Linked DNA regions of Sus scrofa: regions 1 and 2 are each linked to region 3. The links are chromatin contacts, called in public HiChIP or PLAC-seq maps. All regions are on one chromosome and are shown on one strand. Each heading gives the region's core, a stretch centred on a gene start, on an enhancer-like site or on the middle of the called end of the contact. The rest is flanking DNA. Distances are from core to core; before and after follow the strand shown. Region 1 holds the start of TRIO (triple functional domain protein). Region 2 overlaps TRIO (triple functional domain protein). Region 3 holds the start of OTULIN (ubiquitin thioesterase otulin).

Evidence for each region. HiChIP or PLAC-seq counts read pairs in DNA pulled down with a chosen protein or histone mark.
Region 1: a contact with region 3 is called in an H3K27ac HiChIP or PLAC-seq map of alveolar macrophages. The contact joins the promoter of TRIO here to the promoter of OTULIN in region 3. A contact is called at or near these places in 2 of 2 datasets of contacts at active chromatin or transcription factors (alveolar macrophages and skeletal muscle).
Region 2: an H3K27ac HiChIP or PLAC-seq map of alveolar macrophages shows a contact between it and region 3. The contact joins the enhancer-like site here to the promoter of OTULIN in region 3. A contact is called at or near these places in 2 of 2 datasets of contacts at active chromatin or transcription factors (alveolar macrophages and skeletal muscle).

What each region holds. Positions count from the first base shown.
Region 1 is chr16:3,689,228-3,692,864 of Sscrofa11.1, forward strand. TRIO (triple functional domain protein) reads left to right here and starts at 1,613. Exons shown (of 56, transcript XM_021077142.1): 1 at 1,613-3,398. The coding sequence starts at 3,344.
Region 2 is chr16:3,758,975-3,762,599 of Sscrofa11.1, forward strand. All of the region lies in intron 9 of TRIO (triple functional domain protein), which reads left to right. Among named protein-coding and RNA genes, the nearest start is that of TRIO, 70 kb to the left of the region's middle. Within about 2 kb of position 1,602, at least 11 of the 83 cell types and tissues checked have an H3K27ac peak or open chromatin away from gene starts, as enhancers often do. A contact at or near this core is called in alveolar macrophages, where this site is marked.
Region 3 is chr16:4,061,722-4,065,583 of Sscrofa11.1, forward strand. OTULIN (ubiquitin thioesterase otulin) reads left to right here and starts at 1,316. Exons shown (of 7, transcript XM_003133841.4): 1 at 1,316-1,635. The coding sequence starts at 1,484. LOC110257250 (a long non-coding RNA gene) reads right to left here and starts at 1,235. Exons shown (of 7, transcript XR_002339614.1): 1 at 750-1,235.

The DNA of each region.
Region 1 (3,637 bases), core at 363-2,862, 370 kb before region 3:
GGTGACCAGCCTAATAATAGCCACAAACTATTTCTTTGTGTGGTTAGTTTTATTTCTGCTTTTTTTTAAATTTTATTTTCTGTTTTAGAAGTTTTCATCTTCAATTTTAATAAAATTAATTTCTCTAGGGAGTTCCCTGGCAGCCTAGTGGTTAAGGGACTCAGTGTTGTCACTGCTGTGGCTCAGGTTCCATCCTTGGCGCAGGAACTTGTGCATGCTGTGTTCTAGGCCAAAACAAAACAAAAATCTCTTTTTTGTGACATATTTAGCAAAAATATGTGGTAAAAGCATTTGGAATTTATATTCCAGTCTATGTTCAGGCACGTACATATATCACAATAGAATTTAATGCATTTCAACACCAATGTAGCCATTGAGTCATGTGCCTTTCTTCCTCTAGAAAACTGTGAGTCTCAATTTCAGAGGGCAATTCAGGGACCGACAGGCAAAAGCAACTACATTTTAAAGAAACTAAGGATACATGGGAGTGAGTCTGTAGCTAACAGTGGAATGTGGGAGATGGAGGTTTTCATTGTCAAGTTTTGTGTTCTTGACTTTGTTCTCACATCGGTAGGATATTCTTCCTGTGGGATAGCCTGTGACATAGCCTCTCTAACTAGCATCCTTCACTCCATCAGGGGTGTTAATAAATAGGTGGAGTTCCGAGTTGGCAGAGTCCCAGGGTTCTGCTGTGTTCTGACCAGGGCATCTTGGGGCATAGGCTACGAGGGACCAGTAGGAAGCATGCATTTTCTTATCTGATATTTTCAAATACCTGTAGATTGGGATCACAGCTACAGCTTCCTCCTTCCCAGTATTTCTGTCATTTGATCTGCTTTCTCCATTGCCTGGGTCCTGTAGTACTTTGTGCTGCTTACAGAGTCTTTCATACTGTACATTTTTCTCTAGGTATTTATGAGCTTGTCTCTGTGAGGGCTGCCCTGGTGCCTAATTCCTTTTTTTTTTTTTTTTTTTTTTTTTTTTTTAATGGCCACACCTGCAACATATGGAAGTTTCTGGGCTAGGTGTCAAATCAGAGCTACAGCTGAGGCCTACACCTCAACAACACTGGATCCGAGCTGTATCAGCAACCTACACTGCAGCTCACAGCAACGTCAGATTCTTAACTTACCGGGCAAGGCCAAGGATCAAACCCTCATCCTCGTGGATACTTGTCTAGTTCTTAACTGGTTGAGCCACAACAGGAGCTCCCCTAACTGTTCTTTGCATTTACCCCACTGCCATCTCTCTCCACCTCGGTTGGAGTTGAGGTGTAATCAGTCTTTGCAGACACATGGAGTGGATTACCCAATGACCTGTGATGAATTGCTGAGACTACATTGTGTCCATTCAAGAGTTTTGAAGGAACCTTAAGGATGAAATTGCAGAACCTTGGCTCTTGTTCTGCCTTTTATAAATAGCCACTGTTTTAAGAGCTTGGGGTGCTGCCAGCACAAAGCATGGTGTATTGGAAAGCAAACCGGCCTGGCGATCTGGAGGCCTGGGTTGCCGAGCCCTTTCACAGCCGGCTGGGTAGTGCTGCCAAGGCCCTGGACCTGGACCTCAGGGTCAGCGTCCAGATGTGTTTGCTGCCATCTTTGCACAAAGTCTCTGATGATTGTCAGTGTCATGGTTGCATCCTTAACACAGAGCCCTTCATTCCTGTGTTAAGTCGTCCATGGAAAGGATGGTTACTGATCTACCCATTCTTTGTTTTGTTCAGTAATATGTTGTAGCGACCAGATTCTGTCAGATTCCTCCAAAAGGTGCTGGTTTTGTTGCAGTCTGTGGGCTTGTTTCTGCCTGCTGGGCTCTGCAGTGGGTGCCATTCCAGTCTGGACTTAGGTCCTTACCCTTCATGTGGAGCAGGAGCTGCTTGGAACCTGCCCCCAACGTGCTGGCTCGGTGGGCAGCCAGAGGTTTGGGCCAAGTTTATATACAGAATCTGGGGCTCCCCTTCTCTCCACAGTTTCTCCTCTTGGTTCTCCTCCTCTTGCGGCCGAGGTTGCCCTGTCCTGACTTGCTTTTAGTAGCCCCAGGTGGCTTAGGCCGGACCCCACCCTCAGGCTGAACTTTAAAGTCATTTCCTCTTTCCTGGTGTGTGCATTTGGTCACCCTCCTGTGCCCTCCTTAGACAGTGGGTTTTATAAGCTAAACCTGCGGCAGGGCTGGTCCACAGGAACTGCTCAGGGACACCTTAGTGGAAGCTCCGTCATTTACTGAGAGCTCTTTTCTTGCTTTTAATTCTGGGTCTGTCTCTTGCTTCAGTTGTTCCCAGGCTTACAATACAAGTTCACAAGTATTTTCAATAAAGACTTCCTTGTACTGTTTTGGCAAAAACAGACAGGAAAATAGAGATGGGGCAGCAGTCTTTAGTTCTTTCTAGAGATGGCTCTGCCATTAATGATAGTCACTGGTTTTGATGAGGATGGCTGGCCTCCCAAACCTAGATTACCTCTGGTGGAGCTGTCCCAGAGAAAAATGCTGAGGATGAACGTGTCTGACCCCAACCTCCCACGTGGGCATTTGCCCTGAAGTGCTGGGCCAGCCGTATTTGGGCTGCCAGAATTCCTTTTGTTTAGATGGATATTGGCTTGGCCTAAATTGCCTGCTGCGTGCCTCCTTGCCACAGTATTTCCACTTGGCCTTCTACGATGCTGGGGCTTGGGGAGAATTGGCCTGATGTGAGAAGGAGGGACCTTGGCCATCCTGTGAAGCGGGTGACACCAGGCCATCTGACCACATTAACCAGTGACATTCCTCCAGGGGGGCATGACCCAGAAAACCTGGAAGGACAGAGCCAGGAGGGAGCAGTGGCCAGTCCCCAGCTATTTATAATCCCTGCTCTCCTCCCTGACAATGTTTATTTTTAACTGGATTGGAAAGTCTATTAGGAGGAGGCTTTGAGCTCCCCCTAGAGGTTCAGGTGTGCCATGAATGGGTTTTTTTATAAACAATATTACTGCTTTATTTGCCAGTGTTTATGTTAATCTATGAAATTAAAATGAATATTTTGGAAACTGCCTGGACTGATTTCATATCCTGTTTTTTGGGGACCAAATATAGAAATGACCGAGAGCCTGCTGGGTACGGGAGACTCTGGGTCTGGGTCTGTAGCTCATTCTTGAGCATTACAATAGAAGTGGTCTTGTGATCAGAGACTTTCCTTCAAAGAATTCAAATGATTTCAAATAATGATATTTCTCCAGTTGATTTAATGGGTGTGAAGAAAGCAGCTGTGGTGAGATTTGAGCTAGGATGGTTCAGAAATTAAAGGACACTCAAGCAACTTGGTAATCTTATTTTCTCCTTATGTATTTCAGGGTTTCGAAAAAATGATGAAATGAAAGCTATGGATGTTTTGCCAATTTTAAAGGAAAAAGTTGCATACCTTTCAGGTAAAGTTTAACTTTCTAATCTGCTTTTGTTCCTTCTCACTGCTTTGATACAATGTGAGGGTCTGAAATACTAAACTATAAACTGGCTCACCTGTTATACACATAAAAGCATTGGCATTTTGATGGATTCTTAACTGCTTTATTCATGTAGCATTTTCCTTAAAAATTAGTGCCCTGGGTATTTTCTTCTACCTTGGCAGGCACATCATAGGTCAAATAGCATTGGTGATGAAAATATG
Region 2 (3,625 bases), core at 352-2,851, 300 kb before region 3:
CTTCTCCACCCTCCTGTCTCTGACTGCTTTCCGCCCAAAGTAAATACAAGTCTTAGGGCGGAGGAAGAGCAAAGGTCATATTTTAGCTTTATGTATTTTTTTGGACAGAATGGCCTTTGGAGGCACTGAAAAATGGGAACGGAGGCGTCTTTAGTACTTAAGAAAGAGGCTTATCTCATTTTCTGAAACATACAAAGGTCAAACAGATTTTGGGTCTAGGGAGAAAAGATTTCCTTTTCACAGTGAAGTTGAAGGTGGTTTAGTGTGTGTCTTGGGGTTGTATTTTAAAGGATCCTTTGTAAAATGAATTCTAAATTGTGTCCAGTTTTGAGATTTTGAATTGATGTAATGAATTTTTCTTAAAGTCAACTTCTTCAAAAGTGGCAGGATGAAGTAATTAACAGAGATTCAAAAAGGAAGTGGTGAAAGTCGGACGGTTGAATTCATTTAAAACATACTAAGTATAGGTTATTCTGTAACAGTTGTAGTGTTCTGAGAAGGAGGAACCGGAAAAGAGCCTCGTGTTTACTTGGTGGCGGCATGTCGTGGAGCTAATGCGACTTCTGCAGCCCCCCCGACTTCACTGCGGGGGAGGGGGTGTCTTGGGCTGTTTCAGACCCTGCTGCAGCCACATTAGGAAGCACTGGACCATTTTTGCACACGGTTTGGCAGAGCCAAGAACATCCTTGAGGCTACTCTGAAGATCCGTTCCTTCTTTATGTTGTACACTGATTGTGAGTAGATGAATCCTATTGAATGAATCTTTGCTAGTGAGTTTCTGGGACATGACAGTTGCTGCCACATTGGATGTTCATGCAGGAGTTTTAAAAAAGAAGTTAAAAATGCTTTGCACATGAAACTTTTTGCAAATGATTGTGGGGAAGAAAGATGGTCTTTGACAGTTGTCTCCTCTTTTACCTTCTAAGTAGTCATCCAAGTTAATGTTCCTTTGTAGATTTAGAAAGCACCGAATACAGCAGCCAGTAAAACCAAGAAAACTCTGGTTCAAAGAAGACGCTGGTTTCGAGAGCACAGATTTCTTTCATGTGAGCAGTACTCCTCTGACGTAGCATCCTCCCAGGGGGGCCTGCTCTCCTGTCAGCTGGTCCTTTGGGATTCAGATCATTTTCTAGAGACATAACCTGTCACAAAGTTGTTCTCCAGGAAGCCATTTCTGTCAGCAACTTTTCATACGTGCCATGTAATTATCTTGTCTTCCAGTACAAAAAAGTGTGGTTTTCAGGAAAGCAGACCTTACACGCTCATTCTAGATTTTCAAAAGCTAAGCAGGCTGGTTCTCTAACCCCTGGCATCGCTCCTGAACTCATTTATCTTTTGCGAGGAGGATGCCCTGAGCACAGCACGTGGGCTCTTGCAGTGTGCTCAAAATTCAGGCCTGACGTGGGTTCTCCTCCTTTCTTGTCTTTTCTGAGATCAGGAAACCCTGTCTTTTTTTTAACCAGGTTCTGAATACAGCCTCTGACTGTCTTGGGTAAGACCCAGGCTGTAGCTGCTGTGGATTGTAGGAGAGGAAGGTCTGATCCTCTTCTGAGAGGCTCTCGTGGTTTTTGAGTCCTAGCGATTATGAAGTTTTAATTTACTTCTCAAGAAAAAGAGGAAACTCTTTGGGCTCCCGCCCTGGCCTACCCTGGAGTGTCTCCGTCATCATCCCTGCAGAGATCAGTACCTCACTGCACAGGCCAGGAGCCCTGTGCAGGGGAGAACCCTCGGGAGGGAGAGGGGCTGGTGGTCTCCTGTAACTCCTTTACCAAACACCCCCTCCCCACTTGAAGTCTCAGAGTCTGTGACTCAGTTTGCCCTTCTGAGAGGACCCGTGGCTAAGGCTCTCCTGACTGGTGGGCGGGTTCCTTCCCCTCTGTGTCCCGGTGTCCTAGTCACAGGGCCGCTGTGGGCACAGAACAGGTCCTCCCTCATCAGTCTGCTTATGAACACACGAAATCAATTTTGTCCCTGGCAAAAGGAGCCAGGGCAGGTTCTGCGCATGGGGAGGCTTTGGCCTTGGGTTTCAGAGAGGCCCCACTGACCCTGACTCCCCCAGCTCCTACTGCTGTGCCCAGGGGAAGCCACCAGGCCCTTCGTACTGGCTTGTTGTCCTCGAGCATAAAATGAGAAGTGAGACAAAGCAAATGCTGTCAGTGTCTCACGAAATTCAGAAATGCAATTCTTACTTTGGGACATTGACTTAGTGTCTTTACCTGCTGGCAAAGAGGTAGAAAGCTTTCAGAAGTGTAATGCTTAGCTGTTGGGAGGCACTGTCACCTGCAGATCCACTTACCAAAGACGAGAAGTAAGCAACTTCATGGCTGTAGTGACAGTTGTTGAGAAAACCGGATTCTGCTCTTAAAAATGTATGTGTGCAGCCTAAAGCCTGGTACTCTGCCTGCTCCACCCACACTGAGGTCCCATGATGCTCTGCTCGGAGCTGCTGGGCATAGCTCTGGGGGAGGGAAGCCTGTGTTCCCTAGAGCCACTGTCCCAGACGTGTCACTTCCAGTGCAGCCTCTGCTGAATAGAGAGCCTTAGTGGGCACATGTGTGCAGAACCTGTATGGCAGGAACGTGGATGCTGACAGCGGCCCCAAGCCACAGCCACGAGGGCTGTCTCTGGGCCCCACTCTAGGAGGGGAGGACTTGGGGACAGCCTCCGGGGAACATGCTCAGAAACCGGTCCCTAGCTGGGGGCTGTTTTTAAAAAATCTGTGTGTGCATATATACACATATATTTTTAAGAAGTTTTTAGACAAATTTTGGATTTACAGAAGAATGGTGAAGATGATAGCGGGGTTTCATACCTGTGCCCAGTTTCCCCTATTAGTAACATCCTTCATTAATAGGATAGCTTGTGATACTAATGAACTAATATTGATCTGATATCAATATTACATAGTATTATGTGAATGTAATTTTGAACCTGTATTGTTAGGATTAATGACCTAATACTGACTAACTGAAGCCCATACTTTGTGGAGGTCTCCTTAGTTTCTCCCTGTTCCAGAGTCCCATCCAGGATCATGTGGCATTTAGTCGTGGTGCCCCCTTAGGCCCCCTGGGCTCTGACACCTTCTGGTCATTGGTTTTTTTTTGTTTGTTTGTGGGTGTTTTGTTTTTTTTTTTTTTGTCTTTTTAGGGCCGCACCTGTGGCATGTGAAGGTTCCCAGGCTAGGGGTCTAATCGGAGCTGTTGCCACCAGCCTACGCCAGAGCCATAGCAACATCTGCAACCTACACCACAGCTCACAGCAAAACGGGATTCTTAACCCACTGAGCAAGGCCAGGGTTCGAACCCGCAACCTCATGGTTCCTAGTCAGATTCGTTTCTGCTGTGCCACGACAGAAACTCCTGGTCATTGTTATTTTTGTTCCTGTTGTTGATGGCATCTTCACTCTTCCGCTCTCACTGCTGCGCTGTTGTGATTCTCATCGGTAGTTTAAGCTCCTCCCTCATTCATCCACAAGGAGGGGTAATTGGCTGCAGCCTGAGGCTGCGGTCCCCGAGGCGGCAGCAGGACAGGGCTTAGGCTCAGGCCCCAGACGTGAGAGTCTTTCAGTCTCGTCACTCGGAGGCTCAGAGGGGGTTTGCCAGTCTGCGTGGAGGGCTTCTTGTCC
Region 3 (3,862 bases), core at 66-2,565:
CTAATCCAATCTGACCTAATTTTAACTGATTGCATCCTCAAAGAACCTATTTCCAAATAAGGTCACAGTGAGTTTCCAGTTGGAATGAATTTTAGGGTACACTAGTCATCCGCTATAATCCCACACCCTTACTATCAATACAAAATTTAACTGCATAGTCTTTTGTATGCTATGCATTTTTAAAGCATGTGTATTTATCACTCTCAAAATGAAAGGGTAAAACCCACCATAGTTCTTTGCCTTAAAATGCAAGGATTCTTTACATCCAGTTTCTCCCTTTGATGCCCATTAGCACTTAGTCTCCCTAACACTGGTCCGTCTTGCTCTTTCCCAATCTTTTCTCTAACTGTAGTGATCTTTCAAGGAAGATCAAGGTCTTTAATTAACTGCAGGTGACTTTTTGAGATCTGGTCTCCAGCACCCTTCTCCCAGTTTCATCTTTCAATAAAATACCCTGTTTTGAACCAGTTTTGCCCCAGAGCTACTTGTAGGTTTCTGGATTGCCCATACCAATCCCTTCCCCATTATTTGGTCCTGAGCTCTTTGCTTTAGTAACACTTCTAGCACTTTCGACTGCTGCCCATCTTTAGCGGCTACTCTATTTCCTCCCTAAAGCTGAAACATTTTGTCTTCTGATGTCTGAAGTCTGCTAGTATTTTTCCTTTGCTGTTGCTCCTTCCTAAATCAAATTTCAAATTTTATTTTAAAGAACGTGGTCCAAGAATACACACTGTGCTGTGCTGGCTCACCTGCTGTGTCGAACCATGTCGCCCTTCTCACCCTCACGGAAGGAAGGGGCTGTAACTCCCTGCCCTGGGGCGACAAGCCCGACCCCACACCAGAAGCCTCCGGTCTCTGAGCTCGGGGCGGGTGGTGACGGGACAGCCACGGAGGGAGGCCTAGCAAGTTGCATATCACCCACCCGGGCACATCCCTTGCTCTTTAGCTGAGGAAGCCAGCCAGCGGAGGGAGAAACTCGGAAGCCCAGAGCGACACTGTAAGGTGCCCCCAAACGTCAGCGCCCTTCGCACCCCAGGCCGGACTTCTTCCTCACCGAAGAGGTAGCCCACCGCTCGTCCAGTCCCTTTTCGCTTCCTCACACCCCAGGACTCGAGGACAAGCAGCGGACGGGACTGTCAGCGCGACGAACGCGCGCCGAGAAGCCCGGGCGGCCAGCGGCGTGCGGAGGCGGAGCAAGCGCAGAAAAAGCCTCGCGTGGGCGGTCCTGGCCGCAGGCCGCTAGGCGGGCGCAAGCGCATGCGCAGGCGCCTCGTCGCCGGGCTCCCCGCCGCCTCTGGCCGCGCCCCCTCGCCGCGGGTTAGAGGCCACGGGGCGGGAGGTGGTGACGCGCGCGGAAGCGGCCGGTGCACCCACCCGAGCCCGCGGGCAGCAGGGCGGCAGCGGCCACGGCCGGGCGCCCCGAAGGGTGGGGCCCCGGGTCGCTCGAGAGCGGCTGAACCCCCGCGGCGCCGCCGGCGGCCCCATGCGTCGGGGGACCATGCCTCAGCCCGGAGCGTGGCCGGGCGCGAGCTGTGCCGAGAAGCCGGCGTGGGAGGCGGGGGCCGCGGCACCGGAGGGCGGGAAGGCGGCAGCCGGCGGGCCGCCGCGGGCCGCGATGCGGTGCGCAGCCGAGCAGTGAGTGAGGGGCGCGGGCTGGGGCCGGCTGGACGGGCGGGGGCGCCGGGCTCCGTCCCGTAGGGGAGGCTGTGGGTGGGCGGGAGAGTAGCCAGGGGGAGGCTTCTTCGCACCTTGTTTTCTAAGTAAGGTCATGGGCGACGAGGAATTTGAAGCCCCTTGTATCGTGTCTGAGTACAAAAGTTTTTCCGGAGGGCGCTTCTTAAAATCCAGGTTATCCGGTGCCTCCATCCCCTTTTTTGATCCCTCTATAGCTTTTAAAGCTAAAGAACGCTCCAGAGTCTTGGGGAACAAACTTCAGAAGCATATTACAGCTCCCTTCCATGAGATCTCTTCTCCAGCCTGGTGCGGGAAGGAAGTAAGGTTGTCCCTGTCACAGCCACGGGGAAGCTGAGCCAGGCGACATGTTTGTTCTTGGAAGGCAAGTCGCGGCTTGATGAGCGTCCCACCTGTTGGACAGACTTTGGACGGAGGCTGACCCAATTGTTTTGCCTGTTAGCTGCTTAACTAGGTGTCTCCAACCCCCTATATTTTTAAATACCAAAGGCAGTGCTGGTTAGATCAATTATTTATTGAACCGTAAAGAAGGCAGTGTAAATCAAAGGAGTTTAGAGTTTCTGCAAAGATCTGGGGGTTGGGGGCGGGGGTTGGAAGCAAAATTTAAAGTAGAAGACCGAAACTTTACTGCACTTTCAAGTTCTGGTCACATATAAATGCCTTTGGAATTCCAAAAATGACGGAAGCTCTCAAATAAGCAGTTTGACAGATACCTTAATTGGCCAAAAAGTGCCCTAAAAGTGTGCCATTTCCTAAAAAGGGGTGGGGGGCTGTTATTGCAGATAATGTATTAAAATAATTCTTGCTTGCCTGGTTCTTTACTGTGGGGTTTGGCATTCTCATTTCTTGAATACCCACACCCCTTGGGATAATAATATGTGCACTAAGTGGGTAAACAACCCACTGAGAAAGATTTAGAGCAGGAGGTCTTAAATTCCTGCTCACAGGAGCTAAGCAGATAACCTGAGTGAGTGAGTGAAGCTGGCCAGGTGTAGAACATGGATTCCTGGGGAGCTGGGTTTGTTGGGGCCAAGGTCGGCTAAGTTCCAGCTTATAATTGCCAGATATCCTATGTTTGAAGAATCCAGATATTCTAACTTTTATTGGAAATGTCCTGATTTTTAAATAGCATTTTATCTTATTCTTTTCTTCTTATGGCCACACCTGTGGCATATGGAAGGTCCCAGGCTAGGTGTCTAATTGCAGCTGCAGCTGAGGCCTATGCCACATCAACACCAGATCTGAACAGCATCTGCAGCTTATACTGCAGCTTGTGGCAGCCCTGGATGCTGAACCCACTGAGCGAGGCCAGGGATCAAACCTGCATCCTCACAGACACGATGTTGGGGCACTTTTCTTAACTGGCTGAGCCACAGCTGGAACTCCTTTTTTTTTTTTTTTTTAAATTGAAACCACTGTGCAGGCCCACTTGTGAGCTGATATGACTTGTGGCTGCAGTTTTGCTCCCAGGGTTTGAGCCCTGCCTTGGGCTCTATAGCTGGTAAAGCGGGGGTTGGGAGGTGGTCTTTTGCCTCTGCCCCTTCCCAGCCTATGCTGGTTTCTGACTGCTGCTGCCAGGCTGGCTGCTGCTACCTCTCATGCCCCAGTGGTCTGAGCTGTGTCCCCACTTAGAGGCCCTGGCCCTCAGATGCTGCTCCTCCTCCTCAGTCTTTTTATGCCCCCTGGGAAATGCAAAAATTTTGAAGTCAGAACCAAGGTACCCAAAATATTATTAGAGTTATTTGACAAGTTTTTCTGCTTGGATGTGGTTCCCAGAGTCTGAGCACCTGGGGAAATGGGTCATGGTACGAAAGGTACACTGTCCCCTGATGAAAAGATTTTGTGGCATAGATTCCTCTTCTGTCTACTGTCAGTAGAATCATAGGCTTAGAGCTGAAAGGAACCTAAAAACCCCAGGCTAGGTTTATCATTTTACAGTTTAGGAGACTGAGTTGCAGATTTGATAGGTGCAGCTGGGCCAGGAAGGTGCAGGGAATAGGTTTCAGGGCTGTGTTCACTGGGTGGTGGCCTCCTGCATACCTTTTCTGGCTTCCTCTGCAAAACTAGGCAGAGGGATGTGACTTAGAATGACTATAGCCTTCACTTTTTTTTTTTCCCCCCTGAAATAGATGTTCCAGTTTGCCATTTATTTTGTAGTTTAATTTCTTTT